Linked DNA regions of Hordeum vulgare: region 2 is linked to region 1. The links are chromatin contacts, called in public Hi-C maps. All regions are on one chromosome and are shown on one strand. The core of a region is the stretch at or near the end of the contact, and the rest is flanking DNA. Distances in the headings are between cores, read along the strand shown.

Region 1 (7,845 bases), core at 2,234-4,733:
ACCAAAGCTATGGTTTGCATGATACTTAAACTATGGCTTGCATGATACTTAAGCTACTCTTAAAGTAATGTAATTTTCCACTCATGTTTGGGTTGTCATCAATTATTGTGTAGAGGCCCCATTTGTTTCCCTCTCCAATATATGTTGTGAGATGGCTTAGAAACCAAGTTCATTTTAGTGTCCTCTTTATCAACAATCCCAATTGCAATTGGGAATATCTTGTTATTATCATCCCTTCATTTGGCAACAAGTATGTGTTTCCTAGTTATCAATTGATGAAGAAACCATCAACTTATGTACCATTAGGACAAACAAGCTAGTAAAAAAAGTCACAACAATAAGGATAGTTATATAGTTAACATATAAAATAAGAAACCTTACATATAATTGGCCAACATTCATTCAAAAATCCCTCTTTTGAAGCATTGAGACAATAAAATGTGTAATGGAACCTATGATTTGAACTAGGATGTAGTTCAGGCAACGTGGTAGTGACAATGCATCTGCTTCCAGGATGTGTGTATCAAGGATTGCTCGAATATAATCACTCAGCCCTGCATACTTTGCTTTCATGTCGTCTCGCACCACTTCAACAAACATTGCCCTTGATCTTTGGCACATCCACTCCATACTTTGTCTTTGTCAGCTTCATTATTGCATCAACTCTAGCACTAAGATCCGCCCTCAGATGATCCTCGCATGCCCTGGCCACCCAATCAATTGTGACCTTTGAGGACTCTCCATGTGCACCGCAAGTGTGCAAAAGGTTCATCTTCCCGATGCAAAAGGTCTTCTCATGGGCTACTATGGAGCACTGATGTAAAATGCACATCCATATTTTCTCTATGTCCAGCAGGCAATGATCGTATATGGGATGTTCCTATGCTAATGGAAGTTCCTCAATGTCCTCACATAGTATTCCTCAATGATATTCTAAACTGATACAGATGAGTGAAGCACAACTTCTAGCCTAGTTGTTCATGTGCATCAGCCAGTGACTCATCATATCATCTCCTAATTTTGGCCCTCTTGGCATTGCTCTTCCTTTCACAAGCTAGTGTAAAAGGTAGTATTCTCGTTGCATCCTCATCAATAAGGCCAAAGTCAACAGGGAAATGGCATGAATCATCAGATGGCACAAAACCTAGAACTACATATGTCCGAGGCTCATGGTCGGATCATGTTATTTGACTTGCTTTTGTACCGTCTTAAATGCTTGAGGAAGTGGGTTGTGAGGTTCAGTATGTGAATCCTCATCCTCTTCCTCTAAGAACATCTTTTTTCACTTCTGCGTCTCCTTCGAAATGAAATAGATGATTTTGTAAAATTCATAGTGTTAATCGGATTTTATTTTGGTAATTCACATTACAGGCACATATACAATAGAAAACAATGAAACCTATTTGCATTTTCCTAATTTACATGAATACAATAAGCTACATCAGGCGCATAAACTGGACAAAACTAATTTAACTAATCTACTCTAATTCACGATGGTTCCGGAAATTCCTAAATTGAAAGCCATAAGAACCCTAAACCTAAATCCTCAATTCTGCAGAAATCTTAACCTACAACAACACCAAATCCTCAATTCTGCAGAAACTCTAACCTACACCAACAAATGCTAAAGGGGAGGGGGGATGATGACTTACTCGCCGCCGCCGAGGGGAGAAGCTCAACTATGGTCGTCGATCGAAGGTACCACTATCACGTGGGTCAAGGCTGTCATCGCCCTATGTGCAAGTGACCCATGTGGCGGTTGTTAGGGCTGTGTCGCGAAGCTCTAGTTACCCATCGAGTTGTCCACCTCCAAGTACTCATTCTCCTCGCGGTGATCCCTCCGTCGGCAGCTGCCTCGCCGCTCAGCTAGATTTGGCCGCCGCCATCGTACGACAGATAGAGGAGGGAATGAATGAGAAGAGAGTAAGTGAGTGCCCGGGAGAGATGGGGGGAGGAGGCTGACCTAATGAAAACGGCCCACCGACAGAGTTGGTTAGCGACTGTCATCCCCTCTTCATCTCCATCATCATATGTGGCAAGCTCCGGCGGGCCTGGGCAGTCAAAAATTTGGTTAGATCGGCTCCAATCGGTCATAAGAATTTATTGAGAAAATTAATTAAAAAATCGGCTGACTTGTGTAGTGTAAAAGAAATATGCTAGCAAAACTGAACTTGAACTTAGAATGTAATAGTTTTTTCACTCGGGTTTATGAGCTCGAAGATTAGACCTTTCGGTATCTTAAAGCATTTCTTTTTCTGCAGGGAGATCTCTAGTTATCTTAAAGTTTACTTAACGCAACCCCATGATACATGAGGTTAGCAAAATCAAAAATTCATATAAAGTTTACTTAACGCACATGCGGAACATGCTTGGCTGACGTCATTCCACCACCGAATTTTAAGTGGTTGTTAAAAATCGATTCACCTTTTTGCTCTTGTCATGTGCGATCGCTTAGAATAATGTTCTCAGAGAATCCTTTTGGTCAACATATTTACCGGTCACGTGTTGCCGCCCACAGTGAACAGCAAAAATGAACGTATTTTAAATGGTCCAAGAGATCAAAATAAAAGTAGCCACGCTAATTGATTAAGCGTTTCATATACTACTTCTAAATTTCATGAGCAAGCTCTTACAATAGATTTTTTATGCATTAGTAAATAAACTTCTATCATATTTGCTAAAGTAATATTTTGTACTCCTTCCGTTCCACAATGTAGTGCCTATATTTTTTCAAAAACTCAAATATTACAAACTTTGATCATATTTATAGAGAAAAATAGGTACATCTAGAATACAAAATGCACGTCATTGAATACGTCATGAGTTATATTTTCATAATGTACACTTTGATAGTGTAGATGTAGACAATTTTTTTTATAAACTTGGTCAAAGTTGGTAAAGTTTGACTTTAGAAAAAATCTACATGCACTACATTTTGAAATGGAGGGAGTAGCTCTAGAATTTACAAGCATTTAAAGGACCAGGATATGCACATGTGTTCTTTTACATAAATACACACACATGAATATCTTTTTAAAAGTTACACACACATGAGTATCAATCCTTGTCATGTGCATTAGCATATCCCCTTGTCTGGCCTTAGTGAGACTTGTCGCACAGGAAAGTAGAAAATGACACCCACCCACACCCACTGCATGTGCCTGTCAGTCATGAACTCATGATCCCCTTTTCAGTGCTCTTGCAAAACTCTGCAAAATAGCCGGACTGCTGTGGCAAGGTCCCGTTTAGAACACAAACACGTGACCATTTTGCACACTCAAAACAGAATCAGATACGGACTATATCCTGTAAGGTTGATGCAAAACAATCACGCAGAATTTCATCTTAGGCCTGATTCATACTTCAATACAGGAACATGGAGAATAAGGCGAGAGTTGGCAGCAACTGATCAATGGGTCATCCGAATCGGAGCAATGCGTTGATTGGACTAACAGTGAGATGATCCCAGCCCACTCCCGTCATCAAGAAAGGTTATCCATATCTGTTGATGAAAGCAACAGAAAGAAACAGAGATTAATAAATCATGCAGTTTCCTCATGAAAAGGACGTAAAGCAACATGCATTTCTTTGTGGAAGGAAAACAAATCATGCAGGTGCACGGCGAGGAGGAAGCGCGTTGCGCACATGGAATAATTCTCTTGATTCATGGGCAGGCTTAGTGGCTGGCGAATCCCTTGACAGATGATTATGTCTCCTCGTAGAAGGCTACATTGTTGAGTATATTGATTAGTTAGAAAAGATAAGATAGATTAGGAGTTATTCTGGTTTGTCTTATACTTCAAGTTGATCGTGTACGAGGGTCAAACAATACAACAACTATTTCACCAATCCTTTTCTCCCGTTCAACTTGCTATCTGCCGCAAGTTTCTTGACCTAGCCGCGTCCACCACTTTCGCCCCGCGTGCCGTCCCTGGGACGGTCGGCCTCCATGACCGCCGCCGAGGGCCGCGTCGCTCGTACCTTGGTTTCGTCCGCCGGTCCTGTTGACCGGCTGCCCTAGAGAGTTTTTTCCGATCTCTTGATCCGAGTTTTCTCTCTCATGTCGGTCTTTTGATCGACGCTCTTTCTTTTTGGTTTTCCGATCTAAGGTCGGTTTGCGTCGCCCGCCGCCGCCATCGTCCACCGCGCCTCTACTTCAACATCGGCGCGATCCGGCCTCTACGACCCAACGGCCTCACGCGAAGTGGCGGCCCCTTCTGGCCATCGACCGTGTGTCTTCCCGTCGTCGTCCTGCACCGGCCATTGCCGCCCTTCTCCGACTGGGACTGTTTCATCATCATCCGCCTCCATAGTCGCCTCATACGGTCGCGCCGCCGCCTGCAGTCGGGCCGGCTGCGTCGGGCCGACTTCCGGCTCGGGCCGCATCGACCTCGCCGCCTCCTGCCGCACCGCCTGCGTCGGGCCGGCTAGCTCCGACCGCACCGCCTGCCTCAGACCGCCTGCGTCGGGCCGGCTATCGGCTCCGGCCGCATCGGCCTCGCCGCCTGCCTCGGGCTGGATCCCGGCTCCGGCTGCGTCGGCTGCCTCGGGCCGGCTACAGGCTCCGGGTGCATCGGCCTCGCCGCTTGCCTCGGGCCATGTGCCGGCTACTCGGCCGCCGCCACCCCGCCTCCACTGAGCGACGTCCCCGACCTCGCGCGCGATCGGATTGATCACCCGTCTGCGCGCGATCCGCGTCATCTACGCCCTGCGACCGATCTGGCCCGTTGGTTGCGCATGCCCCCATGTCCCGTGAAGACTGTCCCAAGTAAAGCGCGCCCTTCATCGATCGAGCATCGGGCTATCGCTGTGTCGCCCCATCGGGCCGTAGTGCCACCGCCTCGTGGTTCTTCCCTTGGCTGTATCGCCGTGCACTACCGCTACGCCGCCCCATCGGGTCGTCGTGTTGTGGCACGCGGTCTATGCCGCCGCCCCGAGGTCTTCCTGCCGTCACCCCGACCCGCGCACTGCCGCTTCGCCCCCCCTTCGGGTCGTAGCCACGCGGCGCACGGTCCACTCCACCGTCCCCGCGCGTTGACTTCCCGTGGTTTGCGCCGCGCCATCTCTATTGGCACGGGAATGCCATCGTCCGCGCCGGTCTTCATCACGTTGTCGTGTTCTTCCTCGCCTACATCGAGCATCACCGCCGCGTACCTACCCAGCCGCCGCCATCGCCTCCGCCTTCAGGACGCTGCCGCCGCCGCCGTCGCCTCCACCTTCAGGCCGCCGCCACCGTTCTCCTTTGGCGCCACAGCTCGCTCAACCGAGCCGCATCGCCCGTCCACCTCCTTCATCTTCGTCCAGCACCAGCTCCTCGTCAGCGTCGACGTCGTCTACCCCGACTCCTCGACATGACGTACAACTTGTGCAGGTCCCTGATCTCCGCATGCCCGGTGCTGGCAACATCGACGTGTGCGTTCGTCCCAAGTGTGTTCCCAGGCCTCGCAAGCCTGGAGCTATGCATCGTCAACATCGACTTCGTCCGTCTACGCATGCGCGATGCTGGCAACACCGATGCGTGCCTTCGTCCATGATGTGTCCTCGGGCTTGGCAAACCCGACACGATGCCTCGTCAACTACGTCTTCTTTCCGACGCACCACTTCTTCAACACCACTGCACCCCATGACTAACTCGGCGCCTCCTTGCGCCCACGGCTCCTCGGCGACTTCCTCGACACTGGCTACCCCGACTCGACATCGACCACGACGTTCTTTGCACGGCTACCTCGACCAAGGATACACCACCCTACGCTCTCGGCTACCTCGACATCGGCACAAAGGGCTACCGCCTAGCTTGCGCAACCTCGTAGGTTTCCACTCCAGCCAAAACTATCGTGATGCATCGACCATTACGACTGTGGGGAGGGGGAGGGGATAACCGTTGGCTTACCTTCAAATTCTTCTCCAGTCTCATCGTTTGTGTCGCTACCGTTGTGACTGCGGGGGGATGTCAAGTATATTGATTAGTTAGGAAAGATAAGATAGACTAGAAATTATTCTCGCTTGTCTTGTACGCTAAGTTGATCATGTACTCCTATATATATGCCCACGAGGCTCAAGCAATACAACAACTATTCCACCAATCGTCTATTCCCCTCAACTTCCACGATACAGTCGATGTTTTTTATTTTTGGCATGGACCTTCATGTTTTTTCTTACATCTTGCTTTATTGCACATTTGCAGATTGAGATGGGGTCTTTCGTGCATGCTTACATGATTTTTTTTCATTATTATTTTTGCAGGGAAGGCATGTTTACATGATGAGGTGATATATATGCATGTTGAGAAAAGTATGTTAGTCGATACTTACTATTTAGATATAGAAGACTATCGGTTTGTGGGATTCGAACATTCCGTACTATTCGTCTAATTATGTTGTTACTATTTAGATATAGTAAGTCTCGACATACAATTTCTTGATCTTCATAGGTTGATAGATGAGAAGTAAATAGCATAAAACTATCATAATTCAAGATAGGGCATCCAAAAATGTCCTTTTTTAGAAACTACAAAAAAAATCTAATGGTAACCTCGAGAGAAATGGTTGACCTTTCGGATGATACGCCGTCTTTTAGATAGTCACGAGGTAGAGAAATGATTGACAACTCTATTGGCCTGTACGAGATGGTGACTCTCACGCGCTGGGCGGCGTCAGGAAATGAAGATTGGGTATTCATCCATTTTTTTCTCTAAATGTAGTATATGAATCAAATAACACAAGACTAGCAATATATAAACAAAACAACACTAACATAGCAACAATAGTAATATTTTATTGTATCAGACCATAACGACATGAATACATAAGTAACTTTTGATTGATAAAGTGATGATATCCTTCTTATAATATAACTCCGCGGTTGCCTTTTTGGAAGAGATTGATGATATCTTCATCCTTCACACTTGATTGAAAAATTCTCTCTCAAAAAATGTAACCAAATAATTGTTGAAATATTCATCACCCATTTTGTTCCGTAACATATTCTTCACATAGCTCATTGAAGAGAATACCCTTTCAACACTAGAAGTAGCTACTGGCAGAATCGATACCAACTTAATAAGCTTGTAAACAATATGATATTATTCATGCTTGTTTGTCTCAACAAGCATAACTGAAAGCTCACACACCTTTTCAGGTTTTAAAACCTTTCATCTCTACGCACATTAGTAACATACATGTTTAGATGGCATGGAAGTCTTGCCACTTCATCACTTGTAAAATCAGAAGCATAAAACTTTGTAGCAAGCCTAACCAACTTCTCTTGGTCATAAGCAGCAAATAGATGAAGTGGACATAATGCTGCCATACAAGAAAGTAGCTCCGTGTTTACCTCATCAAATCTGTCATTCAGCTCACTGATTTGCCTATGGATGACACCCACAAACATATCAACCTTGAAGCGGTGGTAATTGATGGCACCATTACATAAACCCCTTCTAGGCCGACCAACGGGAAAGTAAGGACCCTCCATATCAACAACTTTGATCTTACGTGTAGGGGAACCCCCAGCGCCGCCGATGCTCTCACGATGAATTTTTAGAGTAAAAGACGACGTATGGTACGACCGCATACGGTCATAGAGCCGCTCGTACCAGGGCAAACATAACGTCATTTCGCTTATTTTTGACGTGTGAGGTTGATGGGTACTTTCTAACAGATCATTCACCTTCTATTTTTTTCTTAATTACCTTCAAAGCTACTTAGCCAATAATCTTTATTGCACACTGCGTTTTTTTCGATTGGATATATGAACACAGTTTGTACACCAAATTGATGTTTTTTTCATTTCTGTGTTATTTTTACAGGGACTTGGATCTTATGTGATGATGCGTACGGTACTTAG
Region 2 (7,845 bases), core at 1,852-4,351, 240 kb after region 1:
CCACTGTGGTAAAACAACGTCAAGGACGCCGCCGCCGTCCGATCCAGAAGCTGGAACCAAGGCTTTTTCCTAGAGAACGAACAAAGTAGGCGTGGAACCAATGCATCACACAACGACACCTCCAAGGAGGGATCCGACACCAGAAGGCGACGCTGCCGTCGGTGCCTACCGAAATCGGCATAGGGCTTTCACCCCGAAGCATCACCCGCGCCACCCGGTTGCTGCCGAGACCAGAGGCACCATCGAAAAAGGCAGGCCGCCGTTGAGGCCCCGCCACCCCCAGCAGCCATCGACCCGGGATCGTAGATCAGTCGCGCACCTCGCGCGCCAGAACTGCTGAGACCCCGCGCCGGCCCAACCCCCCGCGCACACGGCACCCCAGCCACGCTGCACCATCTCCACCGCCTTGCAGCCACCACCTTGCGACTGCCGCCGCCAACCGGAACCGCGAGGCGCACCCATGGTCGTCCACAGTGCAGACAACCATGAGCGCCACCCTGCACTATGCCCAAGCGCCCCGAACAGACCATGGGGACTGAGCCAGCGCGTCGTCGGCCACCAGGACGCGCCCACAGCTCACACCCGTCGTCATGAGCCGATCGCACGGAGGCAGGCAACGGCCTTCGGCCCATGCTGCCCCAGCCGGGCCGCTCCTCGTACCTCGCCACTCGAGCCACCGCCAACAGATTACAGGCCCACCGAGCATGCCCCCCCACGCACTAGATCCCCGCAAAGCCGCCACAACCCTGTGCTCCGACCACACCTCCGACGCGTCGGACGACTTGCCGCCACCACACCCCACGCAAGCGCTGCGCCTCCGGCCAGATGCAGCAACCCACGGTGCACGCACCCATGGGAGGGGAAGGGAATTCCCCGCCGCCGCCTCCATCGACCGGCCTTTCCCCGACGGTGGACGCCGGCGGTGACGAGGGGGAGGGACGAAGCGAAGGGGACGGGGGCGGCGCGGTGACGGTTTTCCTTCCTCGCTCACGGGTGCGGGTCGGGCGAATCTAATGAAAGCTAAAACTTTAATTTGGTGTGTCGTAGAAATCGCGGATTTGCGAGACAGACAGGTGGGTGCGTGCCCCAACGAGTTTTGAGGATATACTATATATGAAGAAATTTTAGTTAAAATGAAACTAAAACTTGCACACAAAGTATTTCGAAAGAAGAAAAGAAATGTAGCACCTCGTGGCCCATCTACCTATCTCTGGTAGATGTACAAACATAAACATGTGCCTTTCTTTTTCTTGTTGATGTCAAAAGAGATATCAGTATATGCAAAAAGGACGTTAAGAGACGATAAGAAGACGACAACCCTAAATAAATTAATTTGTGATAGTAGTAATTATAATTACTAAGGGCATGTACAACGATGTTGACTCAGGTGTCTGTAAAACATGCCACCTAGGATTTATAATGAGTTGAATGAAAGATAAAGAAGAGAGAGGAAGAGGTCGTCTATAATTCTATAGACCGTCGAATCCCGTGAAAATCAGTGGCTAACGACGCTTATTTTATCGTTGTATCGAATGTCGTGTGGAAGACTGTAGTGATCGCACGATGCTCGTTGAGATTTTTCAGGCGGACATTGGTTTCTAACTTTTTACATACACCAAAACAGACAACTTGTTGTATGCGGTGTATGGGACGTGAACAATGACTATAGATAGACAGGTGTCTTTACCTTTGTACATGCCCTAATAGCTGAGTTGAGGTTTCTTTTGTCACGTGTTGGGATAAATTTTTTTGTTTTGACCTTTTGTCCTAACAAATTCTGAAATTGACCTTACTTTAAAAAAAATCTGACCTCCTTTGGTGACGCCAACATCTGTGACGTCTCGTTTGTATGAGAGACGCCAAGTTCCGTGACGTCTGGTACGGACCTGCATGACCGGCTAACCCATTGAGAAGAGAAATCAATCCTTTTGGTACGGAACCCTGGCGTCTGGTCGTGAACGAGATGCTAAGGACCCTCACATCTAATACCAAACGTCAGAGACTTTGGCGTTTGGTTTCAGCAGATCACACAAATATACTTTTGGTAATATGTGCCACGTCATCCAGACGTCAGGGTCCTTGGCGTCGGACCAGACGCCGGGATCCCTCGCGTCTGATACCAAGCCACGCACAAACTTAACGGGTCAATCGGTCATGCGAGTCCGTATCAGACGTAAGGGACCTTGACGTCTTCCATGTAAACCATGCGTCAGGGATGTTGGGGTCATCAAAAGAGGTTATATTAAAACTTTTTTTTAAAGTAAGATCAATTCTGCAATTTGTTAAGACAAAAGATAAAAAAAAAATGTCCCACACGTTGTACCCAGGGATCCATGGAGCGGATACTACAAGGAGAGCGAGTGAGATGACGTGCCGTTGCAACCAAGCGGCATGCCCTTGTCCCGTAATTCAAGTGTGGTGTTAATGCGCCGGCCTGTTTAAGCTAAGGTATCGCCGTCAGCAGCGACGGTGAGTAGTACACTCGTGTTGCTTTCTCATTAGTTATGTATAAGCACGCACAGTACGTACCGCTGACGGAAGCAAATGAAATACTAATAACATAACAAGCCGACCCCAATGCATCCACATCAAAAATCACACCGGCCTCCAGCAGGGAAAACGCCTTCCGCTCATCAAAAACCACACGCTCGCTCGCTCGCTCGCATGTCCCGCCCTACCGTACTCCACAGTGTCTCTCACAGTGAAACAGTACGACCGTTGCACTGGCGACGCAAAGGACATGAGCCGACGGATTTACTCCAACAGTGCTTCCGCATCCGTTCATCAGGCGCCCACCATTTTTCGCAATCCACACAAAGTAATGCTTACTGTGGTAGCTCAAAAGCACAGTGGATCATGAGGGTCAAAAAAGGGACTCAAAAGTCAGGCATGAACCTATTTCCTGAAAGCGTGAGGCAGGGCCTCGCTTTGGATCCGAGAAAGGCAGACCAGGATATCCCCAGAAATGGAACAAAAACCATAGTAACATTGATAATTAAGGGAAAGAAGCTGGCTGAAATTTTATCTTTATATGTATGGTTTGATTATGAATGAAGAAGAATAATAGGAGAAGGACAGGGTGGTGGGTCAAAAGCCAGACAATTAAGACACCCAGTGGATTAGCAGTGAAGAAAATAACAAAAAAGAGGTCTCCTTCCTCGACTTCTTTTTCCTCTCTTCTCTCTCTCTCTCTCTGCAAGAGAGGGGGAGAGGGAGTGGGAGGAGACTCCACCACACCAGCAAAGGCAAAGGGAGAGGGAGCACAACAAGAGACACAATTCCCAGGAAACCGCCGCCTAAAGCTTCTCCTCCCTTTGTCTCTCTTCGCTGTTGCTTCCAAATCTCTAATCTTTCTCTCTTTCTTTCGTTTGTTCCATTCCAAATTATCTGTGCGGGAGAAGATCCAAAAGATACAGGAGAGGAGAGAGAGAGGGGGGGAATAAATCCTTTTTGGCGAGATTCGTGTGGGGGAGAGACGAGTTAGGTGTCAGGACCACTCATAAATTCCGCCTCTTCCCTTCTTCTTCTTCTTTCAGATCTGCTCCGTGCTTCCTCTTCCTCCTCGCATCGCTTTTGCCAACCCAACCAACCAACCAGCCGTGCTTCTCGCCGGAGAGAGCAGGGCAGGGCGCCGTTCTTCCTCCCGCTTGGAGAAAAATCTTTCTTCTCGTCCGCCATTCTTTTTTAAGCTTAGTTTCTTCCAGTACGAGTTTTCTTGTTCCTGTTGAGTTCTTCCTCTTCCCGTGCGAGCCAAACTCCCACCCTTCTTGGAGCAGAAATCGGCCTTTTGTTTTCTTGCTCGTCTCTGCCGATTTCTTCTTGAGACATAGACGCCCTCCTTTTTCCGCCACAAGCTATCCTCTCCGATGGGCAACGCGTTCGCGTGCATGCCGCGCAAGGAGCACCGGGGCGCGGCCGCGGTGTCGCGCAGCAAGCGGATGGGGAGCGCCCGCCCGCCGCGCGGCGGCGCGGCCAAGCTCACGCCGGCTGAGGAGGAGCTCCTGCACCGCCAGGCGCTCGCCATGGCCATCCACCAGCACCTCGACGCCGGCGGCTCCATGTCGCGCCGCATCGACGCCGGCGCCGGCTCCATGTCCCGACGAATCGGCCCCGGCTCCACCAGCTCCCGACGCCACGGCAACCTCCCGGACTCCGTCACCAATGCCACCAAGGCTGTAAGCCCTCCCCCGCCTTTCTCTCTTTCTGCTTCATGCTCCCTCCCTTGTAGGTTGTAGCATCCTTGCGTCTTGTTCTTGCCTAGAAAAATATACTGTCTACAATGTTATACTTTACAGTAGTAATTAACAAGTTCATTGTCAAAGAAAGTTCTGAATTTCTTTGTACAGAGGTTGGTCCAGTTGCAAACTGTACTTGGTAATGTCTAGTGCCAAACTTTTCAACTGCAAGAGTCCTTGCGGGACCAGTTGGCCATCTGGCCCTAAATGATTTGGCCTTATCATACTGTTGTTGTATGCTTTGTTGTTTAAGTTGTTTGGTCGGCAAAATTCTGTCATTATCAGAGTGGTACCACAGCATTGTCAGTTGCCTGGTTTGCTACATAGCTAAATGTCTGGTTGCTCTAGGTTTCACTAGTAAATTGGTTCTTTTTGGATTGCTTGTATATGGGAGATAATTCAGTGATATGGATGTACTTGTATGTTTGTTGAAGGACACATTCTTTTTCTGTAAGGAAGCACCTGCATGTTTCTAGTCAGTTTCTTCATGGCTTCCTTGTTGGGGTTGATTTTGAATTGCAATCAGCAGTAAGTTCATATTAACCTGTAGTTGAATATCGGAGGTTCTGAAGTGTCACTGGGATAGGATGATGGGTTTCTACACTTCCTTGGTCCTGCTCATCTTGTTAGTACTAAGATTTGTTGATGTAAATCTACCAATGGCGACATGCTTTGCTGTTCACATCGTTTTTTTTTCTTAATGATTAATTTTATGACCTGTTAATAGTTTGAGCTTACTCTAAGCTTCTAGAATCTCGAACCCATATTTTGGAAATTTGAATTATATAGATTATTATTCATATTACTATATGTTGAAAATGCATCTTTAGCACAACTGTTGTTGATTCATACATAAGATAGGTGAAACCCTACAAGTTACCTTATGTTATGAGTTGGACTACAAGACAACACCAAGTCTATGAACTCAACAGCTGCCTCACTATTTGATAGCATGTTCCCATTTCTTACAGTGGTCTCTCTCAGATGATCATTCTGTTTGCAGTTTTCGTGCATTTCACACTCTGATATGCTTCTACATGCACATGGGCATCTGGTGGTGCTTTATCTTAGGAGTTAGGACCTGACAATACAGTAGAAGTGTTCCTCGTTTGCGCTTACACTATTTATTCTTTGTAGTTTAACACTTTGCTCTAGCAACTTTGGACTGGTTTGCGGTGGCTGTAGTCTATTTTCTATCTGTTCTTTTGAACTGATTTCAGTCTTTCATGCTTCTTGTTCTGGCATATTTTCAGGTCCAAATAGTTTTAGAGAACTTAGAAACCAAGAAAATTGTTCTTGTCCACGGGGAAGGATTTGGTGCTTGGTGTTGGTACAAGACCATCTCTCTCTTGGAGGAAGCTGGCCTCGATCCTGTTGCCTTAGATCTCACAGGTTCAGGCATAGACCACACTGATACAAACAGCATAGCTACATTGGAAGAGTACTCCAAACCACTAATTGATTACCTCAGTAAACTCCCTGAGAACGAGAAGGTGAGTACTGCATCTGTTTTTCTTCACACATTCATTAATAAATAGAATTGGGTATCTGAGTGTTGTGTTCATGTCGACGCTAATGCAGGTTGTTTTGGTCGGTCATAGTTGTGGAGGTGCAAGTGTGTCATATGCCTTAGAACACTGCCCAAAAAAGATCTCAAAGGCTGTATTCCTTACTGCCACAATGGTAAAGGATAGCCAGAGGCCCTTCGATGTGTTCTCTGAAGAGGTATGCACTCCTCTTATGTGTCCGTGTGCAGTTGTGTGTTCTTATTGAGTAGTCACAAACTCATGTGACGTGGTATTTTGCAGCTTGCGTCGGCAGATGTTTTCTTGCAAGAATCACAGTATTTACTTTATGGAAATGGGAAGGACAAGCCTCCAACCGGGCTCAGGTTTGACAAGCAGCAGATCAAGGGGTTATATTTCAACCAAAGTCCTTCCAAGGTACATACATTGTACTCTATCGAGAACTACTGTCACATACATTGCCATGCCAATCTTCTGTTCTTTCTGTGTACCAAGTCCAGCTGACAAGTTTGCACGCGACGTTGCAGGATATCGCGCTGGCCACCGTGTCCATGAGGCCCATCCCTTTAGCCCCGATCATGGAGAAGCTGTCCCTCACGGCGGAGAACTACGGCAGCATCCGCCGCTACTTCATCCAGACGCTGGACGACCGGATGCTGTCGCCCGACGTCCAGGAGAAGCTGGTCCGGGAGAGCCCGCCCGACGGCATCTTCAAGATAAAGGGCGGCGACCACTGCCCCTTCTTCTCGAAGCCGCAGTCCCTCCACAAGATCCTGCTGGAGATCGTGCAGATCCAAGCTCCGGGGGCGCTGCTCCCGGGCAAAGCAAAGACCCTAGAAGAAGAAGAGGAGGAGAGCGCCGAGAAGTCATCGTGACCGTCCGAATGCCATGCGTGTACATGAAACGAGTAGCACATAGGTTGCGGTTTGCTAAAGGAGAAGAATACAGGGAGGGATTAATTGGAGTCGGTCAGTCAGTCAGTCAGCCAGAGATCAAAATAATGTAGTTAGTTGAAGAAGCGGGACATCTTTTTTTCTTTTGTGATGAATGATGAGGTATAGTGTATGGGCCTGTGAGAGATGTTTTACCAATGTGAATTAAATCTTGAGCCGTCATCAGAAGTTTGGGACAGGTATAGTGTATGGGCCTGTGAGAGATGTTCTACCAATGTGAATTAAATCTTGAGCCATCATCAGAAGTTTTGGACATTTTCTTGCTGGTTCATGGTTTGCCTTTGCTCTCGATCTACAGTACATCCATGTTTGTCTAATACACTCCTGTCCTTTGAGTAATGTGCAAGGACAAGTAACTGGGCCTGGCGCCGTCCTGTAAAGACGTTTCTGAATCACATTCCTTCTATAAGGCCAACTCGAGCCCACGACACCAAACACGTGCCCGTGTGTTCAAGAACGCATCTTCCCTCACAGCCAATATGTTCATATATTCATATACATCAATCATCAATGTTTGCATGTTTAAATTGTCTTAAATAAAAATAGTTTTACAATCTAATCGAAATTGTCTCAAATAAAATAGTTTTACTACCAAATCAAAATTGTCTTGAATAAACACAATGAACCAATACATCTATTGGTTGTCAATGTGATTCCACATATGCTCAACCAAGTTATTTTAAAGCTTCAAATGAGTGTGTCAATCACGCATTTCATGATGAAATTGGATAAACTGTTCAAACGTGGTCGGTTCTTGGTGTATGGGTTCAACATTTTCACCTTGAAAATCAAATCCTTGGTCGAAGATGTTGTATAACGCTCGTCCTCGACGATCATGTTGTGCATGATCACACAAGCAGTCATCACCTTCCAAAGCTTTCCTTCATCCCATGTCAGGGAAGGGTTTCAAACGATACCGCATTAGGATTGAAGCACACCAAAAGCACGCTCTACATCCTTTCTAGCACTCTCTTGCATTTGGGCAAATTTTTGTCTCTTCTCACCTTCGGGTTTCGAGATTGTCTTCATAAAAGTTGACTACTCAGGATATATACCATCAGCTAGGTAGCATCCCTTGTTCTAGTGGTGACCATTGACCTCAAAGTTGACACGTGGGGAGTGGCCTTCTGC

The links. A called contact is a pair of places that touch in the nucleus more often than the background predicts.
Region 2: a Hi-C map of leaf shows a contact between it and region 1, with 2.2 times the contacts expected there. The contact joins the promoter of LOC123407604 here to the enhancer-like site in region 1. A contact is called at or near these places in 3 of 6 Hi-C or Micro-C datasets (leaf and seedling) and 1 of 1 datasets of contacts at active chromatin or transcription factors (embryo).

The regions. Positions count from the first base shown.
Region 1 is chr7H:434,817,493-434,825,337 of MorexV3_pseudomolecules_assembly, forward strand. No RefSeq gene overlaps it. Among protein-coding and RNA genes, the nearest start is that of LOC123412985, 66 kb to the left of the region's middle. Within about 2 kb of position 3,484, at least 1 of the 3 cell types and tissues checked has open chromatin away from gene starts, as enhancers often do. A contact at or near this core is called in leaf, where this site is marked.
Region 2 is chr7H:435,059,540-435,067,384 of MorexV3_pseudomolecules_assembly, forward strand. LOC123407604 (putative methylesterase 14, chloroplastic) reads left to right here and starts at 3,102. Exons shown (of 5, transcript XM_045100767.1): 1 at 3,102-4,175; 2 at 5,489-5,728; 3 at 5,817-5,960; 4 at 6,044-6,178; 5 at 6,289-6,876. The coding sequence starts at 3,867. The coding sequence ends at 6,636.